2 separate regions of the Rattus norvegicus genome follow, and region 1 is linked to region 2. The links are chromatin contacts, called in public Hi-C maps. All regions are on one chromosome and are shown on one strand. Each heading gives the region's core, a stretch centred on a gene start, on an enhancer-like site or on the middle of the called end of the contact. The rest is flanking DNA. Distances are from core to core; before and after follow the strand shown. Region 1 holds the start of Faap20 (FA core complex associated protein 20). Region 2 holds the start of Hes5 (hes family bHLH transcription factor 5).

What was found. Hi-C and Micro-C count contacts between places; a contact is called where the count stands out from the background.
Region 1: a Hi-C map of frontal cortex shows a contact between it and region 2, with 2.6 times the contacts expected there. The contact joins the promoter of Faap20 here to the promoter of Hes5 in region 2. A contact is called at or near these places in 4 of 12 Hi-C or Micro-C datasets (Schwann cells, frontal cortex, mammary epithelial cells and 1 more).

The regions. Positions count from the first base shown.
Region 1 is chr5:171,089,529-171,095,911 of GRCr8, reverse strand. It overlaps Faap20 (FA core complex associated protein 20), which reads right to left and starts at 4,947. Exons shown (of 4, transcript NM_001108698.1): 1 at 4,687-4,947; 2 at 4,094-4,238; 3 at 3,716-3,990. The coding sequence starts at 4,748.
Region 2 is chr5:170,803,145-170,809,506 of GRCr8, reverse strand. Hes5 (hes family bHLH transcription factor 5) reads right to left here and starts at 4,930. Exons shown (of 3, transcript NM_024383.1): 1 at 4,825-4,930; 2 at 4,573-4,738; 3 at 4,163-4,482. The coding sequence starts at 4,878. The coding sequence ends at 4,202. It overlaps Pank4 (pantothenate kinase 4), which reads right to left and starts at 1,758. Exons shown (of 19, transcript NM_133531.2): 1 at 1,631-1,758. The coding sequence starts at 1,754.

The DNA of each region.
Region 1 (6,383 bases), core at 3,698-6,197, 290 kb before region 2:
ACTCACTTTGTAGACTAAGCTGACCTCAAACTCTCAGAGACCTACTTGCCTCTGCCTCCCGGGTACAGGGACTAAAGGCATGTGCCACCATGTCTGACATGTTTTCTTGATGTGAAAGGACCAAGCCCTACCATGCAAGATTCAGTCATATGGGGGTTGGGAATTTAGCTCAGTGGTAGAGCGCTTGCTTAGCAAGTGCAAGGCCCTGGGTTTGGTCCCCAGCTCCAAAAAAAAAAGAAAGAAAGAAAGAAAGAAAGAAAGAAAGAAAAGAAAAGAAAAAAACAGAAAAAGATTCAGTCATTCAGTCATATGGCCTCTGGCACTACATTTCTGGAAGGCCCATATAGCACCTGTACCTCAGGAATGCTGGTCAGCGGCCCAGGGAAAGGCATCACGGCCAAAGAACAAGGGTAGCACATGGGCAGTCTTTCCACCCCTGACTTCATCTGCCCATCAGAGGGAGGAGGTGACCCAACTGGGGTGATCAGTAGAACTAGCCCAGGACTTACTGTGAGGCCATGTGGACACCATCCTATAATAGTGGCCATCTCTTAGATATCACCACCAGGGGGCATGTACCCAGAGTGACTAAACTTACTGGTCTCTGCTCTAAAGTCCCTGCTTCTTTTGAATACCCTATAGCCTTCCATCCTCAGATAGTAATCCTCGAAGCAACACTCCTCACTCAGACTCTGTCTTGCATCCCTCTCTATAGCTCCTGAAGCCATGTGACCACCACAATGAGTTCCCTTCTCCAGACCAATGCCAGACAGTCTCATCGCAACCTGTCAGAGCAGGACTACCATCTCCTAGTGTAGAACAAACCCAGAACCCTGTGAAAGACTCTTATCACCGTGCCCTGTGTCTCCCAGCAGCCAGCTCACCCTGTATATGCTGAAGCTGGTGAACTTACCCACAGTAGTCCTCAGGTGGAACCCCACAGATCCTAAGGATCCTCTGGATACACTAAGGCTGGCCAGCCAGGTACCCATTGCTTGCCCTCACACCCTTCCCAGGGTGTGACCTGCTCACTATATCCTAGGTGAACCACATCCAGATCAATGGCCAGAGAATGGACAGCAAGACCCCTCACCTAGCCTGAGCCCACAACTCCCAGGCTCCCAGGTCCTGTGACTTCCACTGGTTCTCTCAACTGGCAGTGCCAAAAAAAAAAAAAAGGTCCTTGAAGGCCATGAGAGCCCCTCAGCCAATGTGGCCAAAGTATTAACACTTCCCTCCTTCCAGCTTTCTGCAAGGCACCTCAAAGGTTCTGTGTGGACCATCTGTCGGAGTTTCTAGCTGTCATCCCTCAAGTGGGTTCTCAGGGGTTCTTTCTCCAGGTACCACCCTACAGCAAGAGCTACTTCTGTAGCACCCACCCTACAGCTGGGCTCCTGCTAACTCCTGGACACAGCCCATCCCTGGTTATAGCAAACCAACATGGACTCATGCCAGTTATCGACTGTACCGTTGAGAGTCACAACATGAGCTAGGCATGGTACACATTGGTTATCCCAGCTACTCTGAAAGCTGAGGTGAGAAGACAGCTTGGGCTCTGATGTTCAAGGCCTAGGCTACATACTGAAATAAAAGGGCAGGGAGACAGACAACCAGGGGTTATGGGGGAACAGATGGACAGATAGAGAGAGAAAGATAGACAGACAGACAGACAGACAGACAGACATGCAGAGACAGAGATGCGCACTGTCCTACATGCGCAGAGATGTAGGACTTACGAAGTAACAATAGTTTTATGTAAAAAAATAAATAAATGAAATTTAAAAAAAGGACTTGAGTATCTGCAGGCTGGTAAACTGGGGATACTGCACCCGGGTCCCCAAAGATGGGAATAAATTTTTGAAGTATCCAAGTACAGCAGCAAGATCGTAGGACAGAGAACACTCTGCATTGCCAACCCTAGTATCTAATTCCTGCCGCCTTTAGGAATAAAACAGCGTGGCTCATGCTGTGCTAAAGGAAGGAAAGAGAATGGAGTGGTCCTACCTGAGGGGCATCCCCAGTGCCAGCTCAGCTGGGCAGCAATGTCTGCACAGATTGCCTCAGAAGACAATATGACAGCTCGCTGTGTCGAGCTGACCTGCCCAGAGCCAGTCTGCCTCCTTAACAGCTCTTGCCCACTGGGACAACATCCCTGCCATCTCAGCCCCAGAACACCCTGCAGTGGGGCAGAAACGGAAGGAAACTCCTTGAAGGGCATGGGACATGATGTCCCCCAAGTCAGTCTGGTGACCTGGCTGCCACCTCAGGTGAGTCTGACCAAATACATCCCAGTTTCTTTATAGCTCAACATGAAGATGTTATAAGCACTGCGGACTTGCTAAGACTTGAGCCTACCTCGCTGACACCTACCCTTAAAAAGCAGGGTGCTGGGGTTGGGGATTTAGCTCAGTGGTAGAGCGCTTGCCTAGGAAGCGCAAGGCCCTGGGTTCGGTCCCCAGCTCCGAAAAATAGAACCAAAAAAAAAAAAAAAAAAAAAAAAAAAAGCAGGGTGCTTTGCCAAGCTCTCAAATGGCTGCTTGAACAGCACCCAACGGATGGAGTGAGCCCCCTCTTCAATGGCCCTATCTTCCAAGAGTCTTTTCTTAGACACACCAAAGGACAGCACAGACAAAAGGCTGTCCCGGAACAAGAGCGGGAGCCCTGACATAATCAGGAATCTGATGGGCTCTTCGAGAATGAATTCCCCAAAAGGGCTTAAGCCCTCAGCTTCTGCCCCTGGGTCTCTTGATTGGTAAGAAGCACAGAGGTGTCAGCTTTACAAATCACTCACTGTCACATAAACAGGACCCCAGTTGGGTACAGTCATAACCTGACTCAAGGCAGCCCTGTCAACATCCCCCTTGTCTCAGCTATATAGGTATGAGTAGAGAGCTGTTGTCGAGGGGTGGGATTGGGGACCCTCCCAAATTCATAAAGGCTTGAATCTGATTTTTTTTTTTAAAAGCCACATTTTGGAGGTTAGAAAGATGGCTCAGTTAATGGTAACGTACCTTCTATGCAAACATTACCAATGTAAAAGGCTGTATACATTCGTGATACAGGTACTGGTGGCAGGACAGACAGGCGTATCCTGAGCCCACTGTGTAGCCCACCCTAGCACCTCTGTGTACAAACCCTCTGAACATGTACATATACTACACAAACAATAAATATGCACATTTTTTTTGAGACAGGATCTCTCTCTACATAGCACTGGCTGTTCCGGAATTCACTATGTAGACCAGGCTGGCCTGGAACTCAGACATCTGTCCCTCAAAGGCTGGGATTAAAAGCACATAAGCCTCCACTTCCAGCTCAGCACAATTTCTTTTGTAATCATCTGGAGGAGCCTGTTGGGCTCTGAACTAGGGTCCCACCTGCCTCATGTTCTGACAGCTATTTAATCAAGCCAACTCTGTGCTTGATTAACCAGGACTAGCAAGAAAGCTCAGCAAATAAAGGCTCAGCAAATCTGAGGACCTGAGTTCAACCCCTGGACTCACGTGATAGAAGGCCAGAACAGACTTCAAGAAGTTGTCTTCTGACCTCCACATGCATGCGTGCCAGGCACACATGTATGTAAATATTTATAATTTAAAAATTAGTTACATAAACAAAAGGCCTGAGCCCCACCAGGCACTCTCTTTGCCTCCTAAGCCAGTGGGCCTTACATCCAGCTAAGTCTTCAGCCTGAGGTCTGGGATGGGACACTCACTTCGGGTCAAATGCCTTCTGGCACAATGGGCAGTTCAGCAACACAAGTTGACTCTGCACACACTCCTGGGTGCTGGGAGTTTGACGGGAATCCAGTGCAGGGCATCCTTTCAGGGATGGAGCAGGTGACCCCGGAGAGCCTTCAGGACAACGTAACAGGCGGCAGGAGCTTCCAGAGCCACGAAGGGCAGGCGGAAAAGGCGTCCAGGAAAAAGTCTTGGATCCTACAGTGAAGACCTCAGGAGGCACAGTGGACTCTGGGTCAGGCAGAGATTCCTGAAAAGCAGTGCCCTTAAGGTCATAGCCACCAACACCATGACCTCCCCAGGGCCTGAGATCCCTCTCCGGAGTCATCCCGGCTTAGTGTTTTTGGACACACCTGGCTGGGAAAAGCAGGCAGCGGTGGTAATGGCTGACTGTTCGGGGTCCAATCCGTGTTCCCGCCCACGGTGCTGCGCAGCAGAGCAGCCCACGGCTCACTCTTACTTTCCTCCGAGAGAAACCAGGGGCGGCAGTTAGGGGGCCTGGGAATCATAAGAAGGGTCAGCCAGGGGATCCATGGTAGATGTCACGAAGGGTTGGTTCTACAGTGAGGGGCAACAAGGCTGGGGTGGGGAGCAAGCCCACAGTGGAGTAATGGAGGAGGAGGGAGCCCATAGTAAGGGGACAGGAATGAACCTCACGTTGAAGGGTAAACGAACTCTAGGAGGAAATGGAGCCTGGAGCTGCGAAAGGAGAGGCTAAATAGGCGACGGAAAGAGGGGTGGCGGAGGTGGCGATGGGGACTGCAGGGTTGGGGCGGAAGAAGCGACCGCGCCCGGAGAGAGGCGGAGCGTGGCTAGTAGCGCGATGCACGTGTGCGAGGAACCCCGCAGCTAGGCGGGAACGTCGCGGCGTCCCCACCGCCTTCCCAGGCTCCCACCTCCTTCCAAAGCCCCCAGGACCCCACCCCTCCGCTCTGTCCCGCCTCACCCGCCCCCTGCGGGCGGCCTGCGGCGGCTCAGCCTCCCCCGCAGCCTCCGCTCCTCCTCCATCCTTCTCCTAAGAGCGTCCGGCGGAAGTGAGACTTACAGCCAGACCCGCCCTCCGACCGGGACCCGCTCCGGAGGCTTCCAGAGCCCCCGCTCTCCGCTCTGCCAAGTGCCAGCTCCCTTTTGTGGCGCTGGAAATCTAAGGCGCCGAGATCCCAACCGTTGGGAACACGAGGCTGCCGCCTTGAGGGAGAGTCGCGACAGCGTGGAGCTGACCTCCAGTTTGCAGGGGTGCGAGATTGGACCCACCCGACCCTGTGCAGACCCTGGAGCCTGGGCTCCCATCTGTCAACACGTGCTGAGAACTGTCAGGCTTGCCCTGCTGATGGCACCTCCCAGTGGTACTAGACAATGCCCTGCCTCAGTTTCCAGTTCTTTGGCCTTTCTCAGGAGGGCCCCATGGACAGGGCCAGATTCCCAAGTCCAGTTTTGCCATCATCTTCCTCTTCTTCTTATAGAAGGAACTGGGTTTTTCTACCAAAGAGAGAGGCAATGAAACCTCAAAGCCCAGGGGATGAAGGCTCAGAGAGAAAATCCCCGGTTTCCTACCTAGCCAATAACCCGCCCTGCAATCCTGCAACCCATCACTTGGTGGCAGCAAAAGCCCAGGCACTTTGACAGACGCATTGGGATTCGCTAATAGCATTCTACTGCAAAGCCCCCAGGGGTCAGGGACGGTCCAAAAGCCTGTCCTGCAACCATCTGACTCCCTAACCCCTTTCCTGGCTCTTCCTCCAGTCAGAACTTTGCCTCTCATCTTTAGGTGAGATCACCCCTACTGTGAGTACTTCCAGGTTCCACAACCTGGAAATTGTGTCCAGGCCAGGGTCGGGGATGGATTCCGGACCGAGGTTGTCTTCTATCTCTGTAGGCTTGAAGAGGATCAGCAAGTTTAATCTCCTAAGGATCCGAGAGCAGATATCTGTGCGGTATGTGTCTGCTGCCCACAGAGGTGGGAAAAGATCTTGGATCTCCTAGAACTGTGGTTACAGTTGCGAGCTACCATGCGGATGCTGGGAAATGAACCTGGATCCTTTGCAAAGAGGAGCAAATGTTCTTAACTGGGGTTGGGGATTTAGCTCAGTGGTAGAGCGCTTGCCTAGCAAGTGCAAGGCCCTGGGTTCGGTCCCCAGCTCCGAAAAAAAAAAAAAAAAGAAAGAAAGAAAGGAAATGTTCTTAACCATTAAATCGTCGCTCCAGCCCCAATCCAACCATCTTTAGAACCTGAGGAGGTAGAAGCAGGGTAATGAGCAGCCCCAGCAGTGACCTTGTCCCAGCTGTCTGCGAAGTATTGCCAAGAAAGGCTTTAAAAGTTTAATTTGAACGGTGCTGGCACAGACCTTTCATCCCAGTGCTCAGGAGGCAGAGGCAGGAGGGTCTCTATGAGTTTGCTCTGTGGAGTGAGTTCCAGGATAACAGGGCTATGAAGAAAGATCCTGTCTCAAGACAAAACAAGGGGTTGGGGATTTAGCTCAGTGGTGGAGCGCTTGCCTAGTAAGCGCAAGACCCTGGGTTTGGTCCCCAGCTCTGAAAAAAAAACAAAAACAAAAACAAAAAAGCAAAAAGTTGAATTTGGACTGAGGAGATGTCTCAGTGGGCAAAGTGTCTGTGCAAGCATGAGGCCCTGAGGTCAGTTCT
Region 2 (6,362 bases), core at 3,681-6,180:
GTCTGTTCTCAGGAACGCATGTCCTTCCAGGCTCAGATCCAGGACCCAGCAAAACCCAACACTGAACATTCCCTGCAGTGAACATCTCCTGCAATGTCCTTCAGTCAAGGTAGCCCGTGTCTGACCTCAGGGCTTTCAGCTTGAGGGCACGCCTCCACTACAGCTCATACTTTACGGCTGTTGGTTAGATGGTCTCTGGGTGCCACCCAGATTATCCGAGGTGGGCCCTATTTTCTCAACTGCCTGGTGATGTTTTAAATTCATTTCCAACTGCTTTCCAGACATATTTAATTTTGCCTCCTTCCCAACGAAGTGTAAGACCACAGGGCAAAGCACAAAACCTAGCCCTGGAGTGAAGGTCTCAGAATCCTGGGACAGCTGCCTTGGGGCCTTTGGAGAGGTCTGGTTTGTGGACAGTCCCCTCTGCTGGGGCTGCAAGCTCATCACTTCTAGCCCAATATACAGCCAGTCACCAATTTATCTCAGGTGTTATTAGAATCTTGGCTGGTGCCTACTCCCCCATCACCCTCCTAAGCCCTTGATAAAGTTGGAGCACAGGCCAGGCCAGCAGGCCAGCTTTGCTTTCTCATCCACATCTCATTCCTCCCAAGAAAGAGCACGTTAGAGAAACAACCCAAAAGCAAGAGGGCAGGGAACATATTCAATATTCCAGAAGTAAAGAGAATCTTCACAGTCTCTTAACAACTCAGGCTTTTCAAGGAGGCTAAGCGCCAGCAGCACACCCATTCATTCATAGAGTTAAGTCCAAGACAGCGGATGTTGCCTGGCTGTGTGGGGCCTCGCTGACCACGCTGGCATCAAGCGGCACACGGGTAAATGCCTGCAAGCAGTTGGGTGCAAAGCTCTCCAACAACAGGAAGCAGAGCAGAGTGCTTGGGGGTGGGACTAGTGGGGACGCTTAGCCGGCTCCCATCCTGGATTTGCTATCTACGAATCGAAAGACCCCGGAGAAAGCTAGCCTTCTTCAGTGCCTTGGTCTCCACATCTGCACACCAGCACGTTGACAGAACCTCCCCGAGGACTTGTTAGTGGGCAGCCCAATGTGGGAAGGAGACCTTAGGTGGGCCTGTAGAGGAACGGCAGGGAAGTGAACCACCAGACAGACACCCAGGAGGCAGCGGCCTTTGGAAAGGTAGTGCAGGAGCCCAAAGCCACGGACCATGCTGGGAGCTTTATACCCAGCGTTCGCGGCAAGTGTCCAGGCCCCACCTCTCCATAGCAGTCTGTGAAGCTGGAGCTCCGGCGGACTGCGCCGCCCGGCCAAGGCCAACCCCATCCCAGGGGATTCTGAGCAGACCAAGACCCTCGAGGCCACCCGCCCCGCCCGTCCCTCCACCGAGCCCTCACGATCCACCCGCACTGCGCGGACTACGAGGCCCGACGTGCCCCGCTCCAACCGCGCAGCGCCTACCGGGAGCTGGAGTCCGACCGCCGGCTCGATCCTGCACCTAGACGCTGCACACACACTATCAGTCCCAAGAGGCTGTGCGGCGACCCGTGAGGCTGTGCGCATGGCCCGCACCCCCGCCCTTCGTCCTTCCCGCCGCCCCCGCTGGCCTCCCGTGCCCACTGCTCTGGCCACCCTCTCGAGTACCGGGTCCGTGTCTACCTATATCAATGGCGAAGCGCTTGGCGTTCTCCAGGTTTCGGAAGATCTCGTCGGGGGGCAGCGTGATGCTCTTGTCCAGACTGTCCCCGCCGCTCCCGCCGCCACTCGCTCCACGCTCCGCCATTTTGAAAGTGCCCGGCCAGCCTCATCAGCCATGGAAATATATGCGCATATAATTGACTGCTAAACGACCGCGTGCATAAATTATGCTAATGATCTCCGCCCCCTCCGCCTGTGCGAGAGGCCGGGCCACCGGACCATCCTATACAAATGTCCTAGGGACCAGAACTGCGGAAGAGAGGGCCGTTATTCTCCAAACTACCAATATCAAGCTTCTGGAATATTATTTCACTGAGCTGGCTAGATGCTAAGTTGGGTTGAGCTTGGCGATCCTGCTTTCAGATCTCCTGCTGTGAGGTTGACCCTGCAAGCTGCTGTGGTTTCTGCTAGGGTCACCCCATCATCCTGGTTTCCCAAGGACGCGTGACCTTCAGTGCTAAAACTCCCATGTAAACTGGAGTAGTTTTAAGGACTCTACTCTCGAGGAGTGCCCAGCTATAGGGAAGGGATATGGGATAGAGACATGTGTCTGAAACTGGGAAGATCGGCACTTCAATGACAATCTGCAGAAAGTGTGTGTGTGTGGGGGGTGCCTGGAAGAGGGGGCAGGGTTTCAAAGTGGAGGTGATCTGCAGTGCCTGTTGACTTAGGTCCCTTGAGAGAGAGCACTGTGTCCTCCAAGAGGCCCTTCTCGTAACTTAATATCTTGCTCTCAGGTTCTGTCTGCAGGCTGACACTGACTGACTTGCCCGGTTCCTGGAGCACAGGTTTGAGGCGATGTACAGGCTCAGTCACCATATATCTAGATTGATTCAGGGAGGAGGAAGCTTTGTATGTGCATACCAACAGAGTGGACATATTCTGGATGGGAGAGCCTGCTCCAGGGTGGCAGGGCTCCTGAGAGTGAGGCGACCCAGCAGCTTCAGGCCTGTGTTTAGAAGGACACTCCACAAGGACAGTGGCCTCCTTCCCTGTTCATAGATGCTCTGCTGCTCCTGTGGTAAGCTAAATGAATGCGGATGAGGCTGTCTGTCCTTGCTTGCTATGTGTGGGCCTCAGCAGGGTCCTCAGGTGGTCACTGGCAGAGTAGATAGAAAGGAATAAGGGGGTGGGGTGGGAAAGGTTAGAGTCAGGGCAGGGGCCACATCTGTGGCTTTGTCACTCAGAAGACATGTAGACACACCCAGATCCTCCCCACTCTTTGCTCCGTGGGTTTTGCCTTTGGGACACCTGGAAGCTGTGAACTTGACCGACCTGCTATAGCCTACCTTAAAGCAGACAGACAGCCTGTCTCAGACAATGGACCATACCTACCAGGTTCATGGCTGAATGGAATGGGTCGGCCCTGGCCCTAGTCACCTTGTGGGAGGGAGGGTGTTTATGAAATAGCTAAGCAGGTATACTAAGGGAAGCGGGAGCTGGACCAGATACTCTCTCAGGTTTGGCACAGCCGAGCCTCTTGCTGCAGCAAGAGATCCACCTAGGCCTTCAGCTTCCTCTCAGTGCACAGAGCAGAGGGTCTGCAGTTGTTAGGATCCCGTCCCCGACCCCCTCCTGGGAGCTAGTGGGAACCGCAGCAGCTACCCAGGTCTTGTTCACAGTGAGAGCATCAACAGCTCTATATGCTCCTCCTGCCCTCTCTTTTTCTCTGTCAGAGGACCACCAGCAAGCACCCGTCCTGATCCCGGTTTGGAAACATGGTAGATCCCACTGTTCCACCTCCATTTACGAGGGAGGCAGGCCACCCCTGTGGCTGCCAAGGACAGACATGCACAGAGAGGCACAGACATGGCATAGGGCTTGATATTTTATTAGAAGCCTTCAGAACAGCTTGTGTTCTCCCACATAACCAAGAGTTCAAATTCTAAGTACAAAATTGTGCCCACACGCACCCTCCCATACAAAGGAATCCTTTGAGGATCGTCGTGGAGACCCCACCCTCCCAGACAGCCCACTGTGAGCGCGCACCAGACAGCCAAGGCCATGTGGACCTTAAGGTGAGGTCCCAGGGGTCCTACACCCACGCAGGCTGAGTGCTTTCCTCTGAGGAAACACCTGCAGTTCCGCCTTCACAAAAGGCAAATGTGCCCAGGGCACAGCCCGCCCGCAGGGCGCTTGCCCAGCAGTCACGGGCCCTGAAGAAAGTCCTCTACTCTATGGGCTGGGGTGAGCCAACCAACCCCCAACTCTACAAATATCATAGAACACCCGGTGGAAACCGACCGGGAACTTCGCAGAAGTCACTTGCTGAAATGCAAACACAAAACAACCCCATGGGGTCGGACAGGCGGCAGAGGGTGGACCCTGATTATCCCCAAATGACAACTCTGCACGCACATTCTCTAAGAATGACCCCCCTTGCTGGCCAGCCAGCCTGGGGAGGGAGCCTTCGGAAGAAGGTTGCGGCCAACCTGGGGCTGAAACGCGGCTGGGGAATGTCTTCCCACATCGAGAGGAACAGAGGAACGAGCTGGTCCTCTGGTCAGCTCCAGGCACCCGTCGGCCGCTGGGTCACCAGGGCCGCCAGAGGCCGCAGGCAGATTGGCGCGAGGTGGAGACGGAGGCGGCGGCCTTAGTGGAGGAGCGCGCCGGCTGGGGCGCAGCGCCGGGCGTCGGGGTCTCCTTGACAGGCGCGGCGGGAGCTGGGGGCCGCTGGAAGTGGTAAAGCAGCTTCATCTGCGTGTCGCTGGCTGCATGCAGGGTCAGGAACTGCACCGCCTCCTGCAGGCACCACGAGTAACCCTCGCTGTAGTCCTGGTGCAGGCTCTTGGGGCCGGCGGCCGCGGCGAAGGCTGTGGGGAGACCGAGCGGCATGAGTGGGGCGCGCGCGGTGGGAGCCACACCGGTGGGGAGCAGGACACGGGCGCAGGCGCCTAGCTCACCTTTGCTGTGCTTCAGGTAGCTGACGGCCATCTCCAGGATGTCGGCCTTCTCCAGTTTGGAGTTGGGCTGGTGCCGCGCGAACTCCTGCTCCAGCAGCAGTTTCAGCTGCTCAATGCTGCTGTTGATGCGGTCCCGACGCATCTTCTCCACCACCGGCTTCCGCAGCTGCGGGAGGAGATGCGTCAGGTGGGCGGCGGACGCCGGAGGCCCCGGGGGAACGGGACGGCGTGCGCCGGGCGAGTGGCACTTACTCGGTTTTTCTCCTTGGGACTGAGCATCTCCACCGCCACGGTACTTGGGGCCATGCCTGGAGCTCTGGAGGCGATTGGCGAGCGGAGCGGAGCGAGCAGAGCCAGGCGTCCCGGGCTGGCGCGGCCCGAACCCCCTCACGCCAGCCTTATATAGGCGCGGGCAGCGGCCCGGCGCCTGGGGTCCGGGCGCCGCGGCCGTTCCCACACTCAGCGGCCAATGGCGGCGCCGGCCGCACAAAGGCGCCGGCCCATTAGCGCACGCTAAATTGCCTGTGAATTGGCGCGGGCACAATGGTCGCTCCCCGAGGAGCAGGTGGGCCGCGCGGCACAATGTCCGGGCTGTGGGAACGCGCTCGCCCTCATTAGCATCCCGGGGCCTGATGCTGAGAGCCCCGCGCCTCAATATGCTGCCTTTTCCCAGGCCGCGGGGAGGTGGGGAGGGCAGGAAGGAGTGCTCCCCCCTTCTCTCCCTTCTTCCCTTCCACTCCCCAGAGGCTCCCCACCGCTGGCTGGCAGAGGCCACAGGCGCAGAGAAATGGGAGTTTTACAATGAACAGACAGCGGCTTCCAGAGGAGTGGGCACCCTCCCCAGCTGGGACCTGTTGCCCACAGGCACAGTGGGTTAAAGCGGGCCACACTCTCTCAAACAGATGCTGCCTTCGTGCCATTCACAGGTACAGGATGAGAGAGGGACAACGGTGTTTAGGATTTAGGACTCAGGCGCTTTATTGCCAGTTCCCCAAACTGTCACTTGGGAGGAGTGACTTCTCCACAGCTAGAAATGTCTAGGTGTTAACTTAAGTGTGGAGCCTGCCAGGCATACTTCCAGGCTAGCTGAATCTGCTGGATAGCGCCTGCTAGCATGAAGCCCGCAGGAACCCCCGGCACCCACAGGATATCTAGACTGCTCTCCAGTCACCAGGTGTCACAACGCATCTCTGAAACAGGAGGACCATGCTGTCTGTGGCTTCTAGGAAACCTTGGCTGCCCTTAACTCCTCTCATGGCAAAACTCCCGCCCTCCCCGCCCCCACCCCCGTGTGTGTGTGTGTGTGTGTGTGTGTGTGTGTGTGTGTGTGTGTTTTCCGGTTTCACTCAGCATTTTGTGTGTGGGGAGGTATAAGGTGGCAGACCTGAGAAGAAGACCCCATGTGAATGCTGTGCTGGCCTGGATGGGCCCCTTTGGAAGAACGGGTAACTGTGGTGCCTAGCCAGCTGACCCTACCTAGAGGATGGCCGTGTGAGAGTGTCCCTCCACCTGGAACCCATACTATTTCCCCAATATTCTGCAGGGGCTGAGGGAGGAGATGAGGCCTGTGCTTCCTCCTAGGAGCAGCCTAAGACCTAGCCAGGTCCAAAACAGGAGGCTGGTGTCAGAGAACAGTACCCAGTGCAGAATGAAACAAAGGTTCTCTGGATGGATATCAGCCATGTCTGAGCTCAGGAACCAAAGGGCCTTCATAGTGCCCTCCCCTCCTGCTATGGTAGTGACCCACTGCTGTAAGCGGTCTATTCACCAGGCCTCGCTCCAGAAGCTCT